Linked DNA regions of Callithrix jacchus: region 2 is linked to region 1. Evidence: chromatin contacts called from public Hi-C data. All regions are on one chromosome and are shown on one strand. The core of a region is the stretch at or near the end of the contact, and the rest is flanking DNA. Distances in the headings are between cores, read along the strand shown. Region 1 overlaps CELF2 (CUGBP Elav-like family member 2). Region 2 overlaps CELF2 (CUGBP Elav-like family member 2).

Region 1 (3,351 bases), core at 688-3,187:
CTCAGCCTCCCAAGTACTGTGTACATGTTGTAATAGTCAAAAGCCTGTCCCTGTATCCTGATCAGATATGACAAAAACAAATGAGGATTTAATAGCTAAATCCAGTCTGTACTTGCCAACATCCCTGAAAATATTGCCAATCCATTTGTCAAGGGTTTTGGCAGGGGAATGTTGGAACACCATAAACACAGCTGGAATATTCTTAAACAAGCAGAAAGTTACCTTAAATGGCAGTGAAGATTTGTCTACAGTTTGCGGGGGGAAAACAAAATAAACTCCTTTACTGTCTCTGGGTTACAGATATTCAACTGTAATGGTGCAGAAAACCCTGTACCTAAATAGCACATGCTGACTGTGGGATTCTGGGTAAGTGAGAGCGTGTGTATTTTGGGAAATCAACATGCTAAGGTGATGCTGTCAGTTAAGTACATTTGACTTAGAAAGTTCAGGCTCTGCTTTTAAGAGCAAACTCCTTATTTGAATTGCCACATGTGGGCCCACGGCATCCTGTTCCTTTTCTCCATGAAGGCTTCTACAGCAGGCCTGAAGAGCCTGAGCAGCCACTGCAGAAGGAGCTGAGCCTCCCATAGTTGCTTGGAAGCATTTCAGTGTTTTCCAAGTTAGAGAAGATGCAGAAGGGGTTACTTCCCCAAAGGGAGAAATGCATATTGAGATATGCCCACGCTGCCTCAAGCCAGGAAACATCCTCAGATCTTTGAGTGGCTCCAAGTGCTTGGCAGGTGTTAGGTGCTTTCTACTTAGAGAGTCGTGACAATTTCCTGAGGGTGTGTGCCCTGGAACTTGGGCTGGGGCTGGCGAATAATGATGGGATTTTTAAAATATTTTTTTCTTGCCAACAGGTGGATCACGACTTTAAAAAAAAAAAGGCATTGATTCTAACCGAAAGTATAGCATGGCTTGATGGGTACAGTGTCGGCCAGGGCAGGGCACCTCTCTGATACGGTGGGGCAACTGAGTCAGGTAGCCTGGAGAAACCTCAGTCTAATGCTCTTAGGAAGGGCCTGAGACTACTGAAGTGGCGGGGGAGAAATGGCATTAGAAATCTGTGAGGAGCCAGCCAGCCTAGGTGCGTCCTTTGTGTTCATCCTTGTAGTGAACTGGGCAAAAGCAGACAAAGTAAGGGGAAGCACTCAGCTGCACTTCTGTCTCACATAATCCAAGAGTTTGATTTGAACACTTTCTCACAGAAGAGGGTATACCCTGGTTTTGTATTAGAAGGTACTTTGCTGAGCTTTTGTTTCTCTTAATTATTTATTTTTAAACAGCTGAGCCAGCAATAGACATTAAGAATAGAAATGCTGAATGCCCTTCATCTGCAGTGCCACTAATGGGAGACACTTACTAATATTGGATTGAAAACTGCAATTCTTTAATGAAAGTAAAATGGCAGCATGAAAGAATTGTTCTTTTAACAAATACACCGACTCAGGAGCAGCCCCGTAGCCAGGAGTCCCTGGGTCCTGCTAATCGAAAAACATACCATTGTCTGTCTTTATATCTCAGAATGGTTATAAATGAGTATTTTCCTTTTCTTTTTTTTGGCAATAGGGAATTCTCATCAGTTCACCAGAAATGACTTTTCTGCTGTTAAACAATAAAAAGAGTGAGGGAGGAGTTTTCTCCTCTTTACGCTGAGCCGACATTTGCATAAAATATTAATGGGAATGCTCCCTGTCACTGGTTGCAGGGACAGGCTGCTGCTGGTGTCAAGTGCTGGTTAATCAACCAAACGGCAGATCAGATTAGCTAAGTTCTCTTGTTAAGTACTGTGTGTCCTGCTCTTTCCCATGGAGGTTCTTTCTGGCTGCTTCCAAACCTGATCTGCAGAAATAACCGATGTCTGCTCGAGGAGCTCTGAACGCTGCAGGCAGCAATGCTGTTCATTACTGTCCCCACTGGGCAGAGTGTGCCAGAGAGTCACTGCCTAGAGCAGCCAGGCCAGCAGAGGGGGAGCACAGATCAAGCGCACACACTGCCCACCCGGGGTCCCCTAACCCATGCAGATAGTATGCGCAGGCGGAAAGCTACCACACCAGTAACGAGTGACTCCCTGCAAGAGGAGCAGGGCAGATATATTTACAAATGGGGACCTCAGGACAGAGGTCAGAAAATAAAATTACTGAAGTTCTATTTCATTTCAGTACAAGTTGTGGGACTGGAACTTGGGGTCAATGCCCCCTAAGCCATGATATATTTCATCATGATTAATTTAAGGGCTCTCCTTGTGCCATTTCTCCTTACCTTGGAGAATGAAAATTACAAGGGTTACACTGAAGTGTGATTGAGAACAACAACAGAAGATAATAGGGATTCTAATTACCAAATTGGCACCAGAAAAGGGATTACAAAACTATGATCATATCTTTCCACATATTTTATTCTTTGCTTAGCCACACTTTTTCCCACAGTACTTTCTCTCCTAGTTTGTCTCTTTAAGTGGAGATATATATATATATATATATATATAACGACTGCAGAAGAATTGGACGACCCGGTGTGATCACAAGCTCTGCTGGTTTGAGTCACTAGGAAGGCATACTAGCAACCCTTGGCTGGTGAGGCTGTTCAGGAGCCAGAGGTGGGGCGATCCATCACAACAATGGATGGCTTTGCTTGCCCCTGATGATGCACAGGTGAAAAGCTGCAGAGGAGCCCCAGGTACTGGATCTGCTAATCCAGAATCACACTCAACAGAATGGCTTGTTCAGCTTTTAGAGAATCACATCTTTTAAGTGAGTGTTATATAACACAAATTTCAGAATTGTTAGAGAATGCATAAACTGTGATTTCCACGCCGCCTTTTTTTTTTTTTTTTTTAAACCACGTTCAGAAGAAAACACAGGAATCAAAAGCTTGGCGTGGTTCCACCTCCCCCTTGTTTTCCTCTAGACCACCTCCATACTGGGGCTCCGGAGGTGGCTGTAGGTGGGCACTTTTGTTCTCCAGGTCTTCCGTTCTGGCAGCTGACATCATGAGGCTTTATGTTTAAAAATCAAAAGAACAATGTGCTTCCTCACATGGTACTGAAGTTAGGTACAACTAGTGAGAGGGATGAAAACTCGTGCTTTCATCCTCATGACCCTATTTTTTTCTTTCAACATGTGGTTTGGGGTGCCAGTGCTGGCCCAGAGCCAGAGTTTGAGAACGAAACCAAGTTCCTCATTTGCCCCACAGAAACTGCACTGGTAATTACAGTAATAAAAGAATGAAAACCTTCTCCATGTTGCTAAAAATACGGATTTCTTGCAAGAAGTGAAAAACACATTTTATATATACATTTCCACCTCGGACTGACTCAGGTAACGGCAGTCAGACGAATGTCAACCTCCA
Region 2 (3,757 bases), core at 216-2,715, 130 kb after region 1:
GTTCCAAATAATGAATAGTGCTATGCATTAAAAAAAGGAATGATCCATTCAACAGCTTCTTAAAAACACAATGGAAGCCAGGTCAGAAACCGAGATTTGCCAGAGATGCCTTAATTGGCTGGTGTACCTGACCTGGGGGTGGAGTGTTCCAGATTCTACACGATGAACTCCTAATCTGCCATCATTCTAGGTGATACGGTTATCTGGCAAACACGGACAAAATAAAGCCCCCGGTCAGTCTGCATTAAGCCCTTCCTTGGGGAGCACATCTCCTCAGTTGAATAGACATCATCTCTGCTCTCGCCTGTCTCTACTCTGTCACCAGAGCATTTCTTTGTGCATGCTGGGCTCCATGTATCCAGAATATGACCTCCTGAAACATAGTTTCTGCAAGAAGCACTATGGGGCATCCTTTGCTAAGAAACAGACACAGCAAAACCATTTTTTCCCCCACAAATAAGTCAAAGACAGTACGAAAACATACTAGCCTCTCAGCACCAGGCAAGCTTACTTCACTGCACTAACAAGAAAGTTAACTTGTATTTACTTTTGTGTTTTACTAATGTATGCATCTCTATTTGACCAGGAGCTCCTGAAGAGCATGAACCATTTGTTTCTGTTCATCACTGTATCCCCAGTACAACGTGGTACCAACCACATAGTAGGGCCTCAGATACTTAAGGGAGGATGAGAAGAAACAAAAGAAGAAAGGAGAGAAGGGAGGGGCAGCAAGGACAGAGGGAGAGAGGAATGAAGGCAAAAGCAAAGGCTACTACCAAACGGAAAACACTGTTTAATGGGTTGGCATCAGAAGAATTTGCCTAATTTCTTTCATGCAAACAGTCCAGACCTGCACAGATTCCAGCATCTTATGTGTGCTATTTATTCACAAGCCCAGAGAGACTGGCTAGCCTCTGAAAACACTAAGATAGGTCTTAAAATTTTATATCAACCATGTAATTGGACCCATCAAGGGAGAAATTGGTTTTCTATGCCTGGAAATTGGTGGGAATTTTACTATTTCTGAATTTGCAAAATAGTATGCAGTTGAAAAGTCCAATTGTGTAGACTTATAAACTTCTTAGGCAAGATATGGGGCTAAGGTGGTGATTTCTGTCCCTGACAGGAACATGCCTTGGGGTGTAAATAATGGCGACTGTAGACACTGGGCTCATTTACAGGCTATACACCTACTTGCAAGCTCTTGGCACGTCTGCAAATGGACGCGCTTAAAAGCTGTTGATTTGAGAGGCACGGGGTGGCCAATCCGTGCAGTCTGAGCTGCACCTGCAGTAATTCTGCACTTCAAGGACTCCAAGCTTCAGGCAGGAGCACTCACAAGGTATCCATAAGAGCCTCAGCGCTATCTGTAGTGCTGCTTTAAGTCTCACTATGGCCCTTTTCTGTTTTCAGATAGTAATCTAGGAAATCAAGGGCCCAAACCAGCCACAGCATGGATGGGCTGCAAGGGTTGGAGAGGGGTGGGGAAGCTGGAGGAGAAATTAAGCACTCCCTAGATGCAGCAAAGGTGAGAGCAAAGGCTGTTTGAGGGTTTCACAGCTGAATGCAGCTGTCCTAGATGGGATTTTTGAGGAGCAAGAGGGCTGCCTGAATGCCAGCCAGTACCTGTGGTGGGGAAGGGAAGGGTCTTTGGAGATGCAGAAATTTCAGTTGCATGGATGGTGTGGGTCATTAACATGTCTCGAAATAACAATAAGTAAGCCTGAAATCTGATGGTCTCTTGGTTCGTTTTCCGTTATTCAACAATGACTGAAACAGTGGAAATGAAACCCTGTTAGAACATTAACGACTCAGGAGCAAAATCCAGCAAAGCTTTGCTTTTTGCTTCTAGCGGGAGAGAGCACAGGGAATGGCAACAGTTTTGCTATCTGCTACCAACTATTTGGGGAATATTTGCTCCTTGGGACTACTAAGTAGGGTATCCTTTTCTGCACTGATGTGTAAATTAAGAGCTAAATATGCGTACATCTGTAAGCAAATGACTATCCTTCTGGTAAATCAACTCTGAAGAGAGTATCCCCCCACACCTGGCGAAGATGCTTGACACACACAGCATGCTCCAAGGATGCTTGCTGACTCAAATGAACCTCTCCTTTCACCTGGAGAATTAGCACGGATTCCACCAAACTCTGCTTATGTCAGCAAAATTAACTGCTGGGAAATGGAAGCATAAATAAGTAACTAAATGGCTTGTGGTGAAAGTTGTACAATTATGTACGATTAACAAAATTCAAACATCCCTTTAAAGTAATGAACTCCATTACATGCAAATAATATCTCAATAAACCAAAAAGGGGGGGAAAAACCAACCAGCCAGGAAAAGAAAATAAACACTGCCCTTAGGATATAAACCCACATATACCCATCCTCTTGATCACTGTGGTGTTCCAGCCCCTTTGCTCACTACAGGGGGGGATAAAAGCTTTCTTCGTGTGTACATTTGCAACTTGTATTTCTTTTCATGTGAAAAGCCTATTTGTACATTTGTATCCCTCACCCATTTTTTTTCTTGCGGTTTTTGATTTTTTTAAAACAATTTATGAAAGTTTAAATATTAAAAAATAGTTAATTTGTTGGTAAAAAGTAACTAAAGATTTATACAAACATGACATTTCTGAATGACACATTTCTTCCAGAATCGATAAAATAAGTTATTAATGGGTAAGCCTATGCTAGAGAAAGCTGTAAATTTGATTGTTATAAGACATTATTTTTCTGTTTAAAATTTTAAGGTGCTATGAAAGAAATTAGGTCTGCTATCCTGAATCCGTACTCCCCAGCTTCTTCAGAGGTAGTGGACAGCTGACATGTAATGTTCCTTAGGACAAGGCTTGTACCAAAATAACATCTGACTTTTAGGAAGCCTATCTACTCAATTTCACCAAGCGAATTTACTGCTCTATTTTATCAAGGTCTCTTAACTATGCTCAAGTTTTTGCAAGAAATCTAAAGTTTAAGGGAGAAACAATTATGCCTTCAGACCCTACTGCCTTCATTATTACAGGGACACAGAAGGTGACACGGTGGCACCACTTTTTTGGTGCATCATCTTGTTGAAGACTCATCAGTCCTGATCTAGTTTCAGACTTGTTCATGTATCTGGTCAACTGGATGGTGGCTCGACAAAGTTCCTGAAGCAGGCCATTCTGTCTGAGCATCTCCACTCACCTTTCCTGACAAAGTCACCATCGGAGACAGGCCGGGGAGCAGGGCTCCTCCATCCTCATTTCACAGAGAGTGACACAGGAGTTAAGTGACTTGCAAAAGGTCACACAAGCAGTCATCGGTCAAGACCAAAAATAGAACTGGGGATTGCTGACCTCCTTGTCTCCTGCTCAAATGATTCAAGGACAAGAGAAGTGACTCCTGAGCTGTAAAATAACACTCCAGGCTTTTGATTTTCTCATCTTTGTACAGGGTGAGCTAAGACACTTATGCACTTTAACATTTCTCTTCAACATACAAATGAGAAGCTGTTGAACTGGGGGGGAAAATCCAAGTCAAGAACGCCAAAGCCAGTAACCTCTGCTTTTCTACTGACTAGTTATAAACTGATACCAAACTTCGAACTTACTGCACCTCAGTCCTGTCTGTCCAAAATAGGGACATTAGGAACTACTTACTGAATAACTCATCTTTTCAAAGAAGTGATGTATCTTTGAGTACTGCTCCTCAAAGCTTTGTGGGCCAGGAACAGGGGCTCTCGCTTGTAATCCCAGCACTTTGGGAGGCTGAG

The links. A called contact is a pair of places that touch in the nucleus more often than the background predicts.
Region 2: a contact with region 1 is called in a Hi-C map of skeletal muscle, with 4 times the contacts expected there. The contact joins two enhancer-like sites. A contact is called at or near these places in 2 of 3 Hi-C or Micro-C datasets (both in skeletal muscle).

What each region holds. Positions count from the first base shown.
Region 1 is chr7:2,858,609-2,861,959 of calJac240_pri, forward strand. The region is part of intron 7 of CELF2 (CUGBP Elav-like family member 2); the gene reads right to left. The region is part of intron 3 of LOC144576862; the gene reads left to right. Among named protein-coding and RNA genes, the nearest start is that of USP6NL, 470 kb to the left of the region's middle. Within about 2 kb of position 1,938, at least 2 of the 16 cell types and tissues checked have an H3K27ac peak or open chromatin away from gene starts, as enhancers often do. A contact at or near this core is called in skeletal muscle, where this site is marked.
Region 2 is chr7:2,993,301-2,997,057 of calJac240_pri, forward strand. All of the region lies in intron 3 of CELF2 (CUGBP Elav-like family member 2), which reads right to left. Among named protein-coding and RNA genes, the nearest start is that of USP6NL, 600 kb to the left of the region's middle. Within about 2 kb of position 1,466, at least 1 of the 16 cell types and tissues checked has an H3K27ac peak or open chromatin away from gene starts, as enhancers often do. A contact at or near this core is called in skeletal muscle, where this site is marked.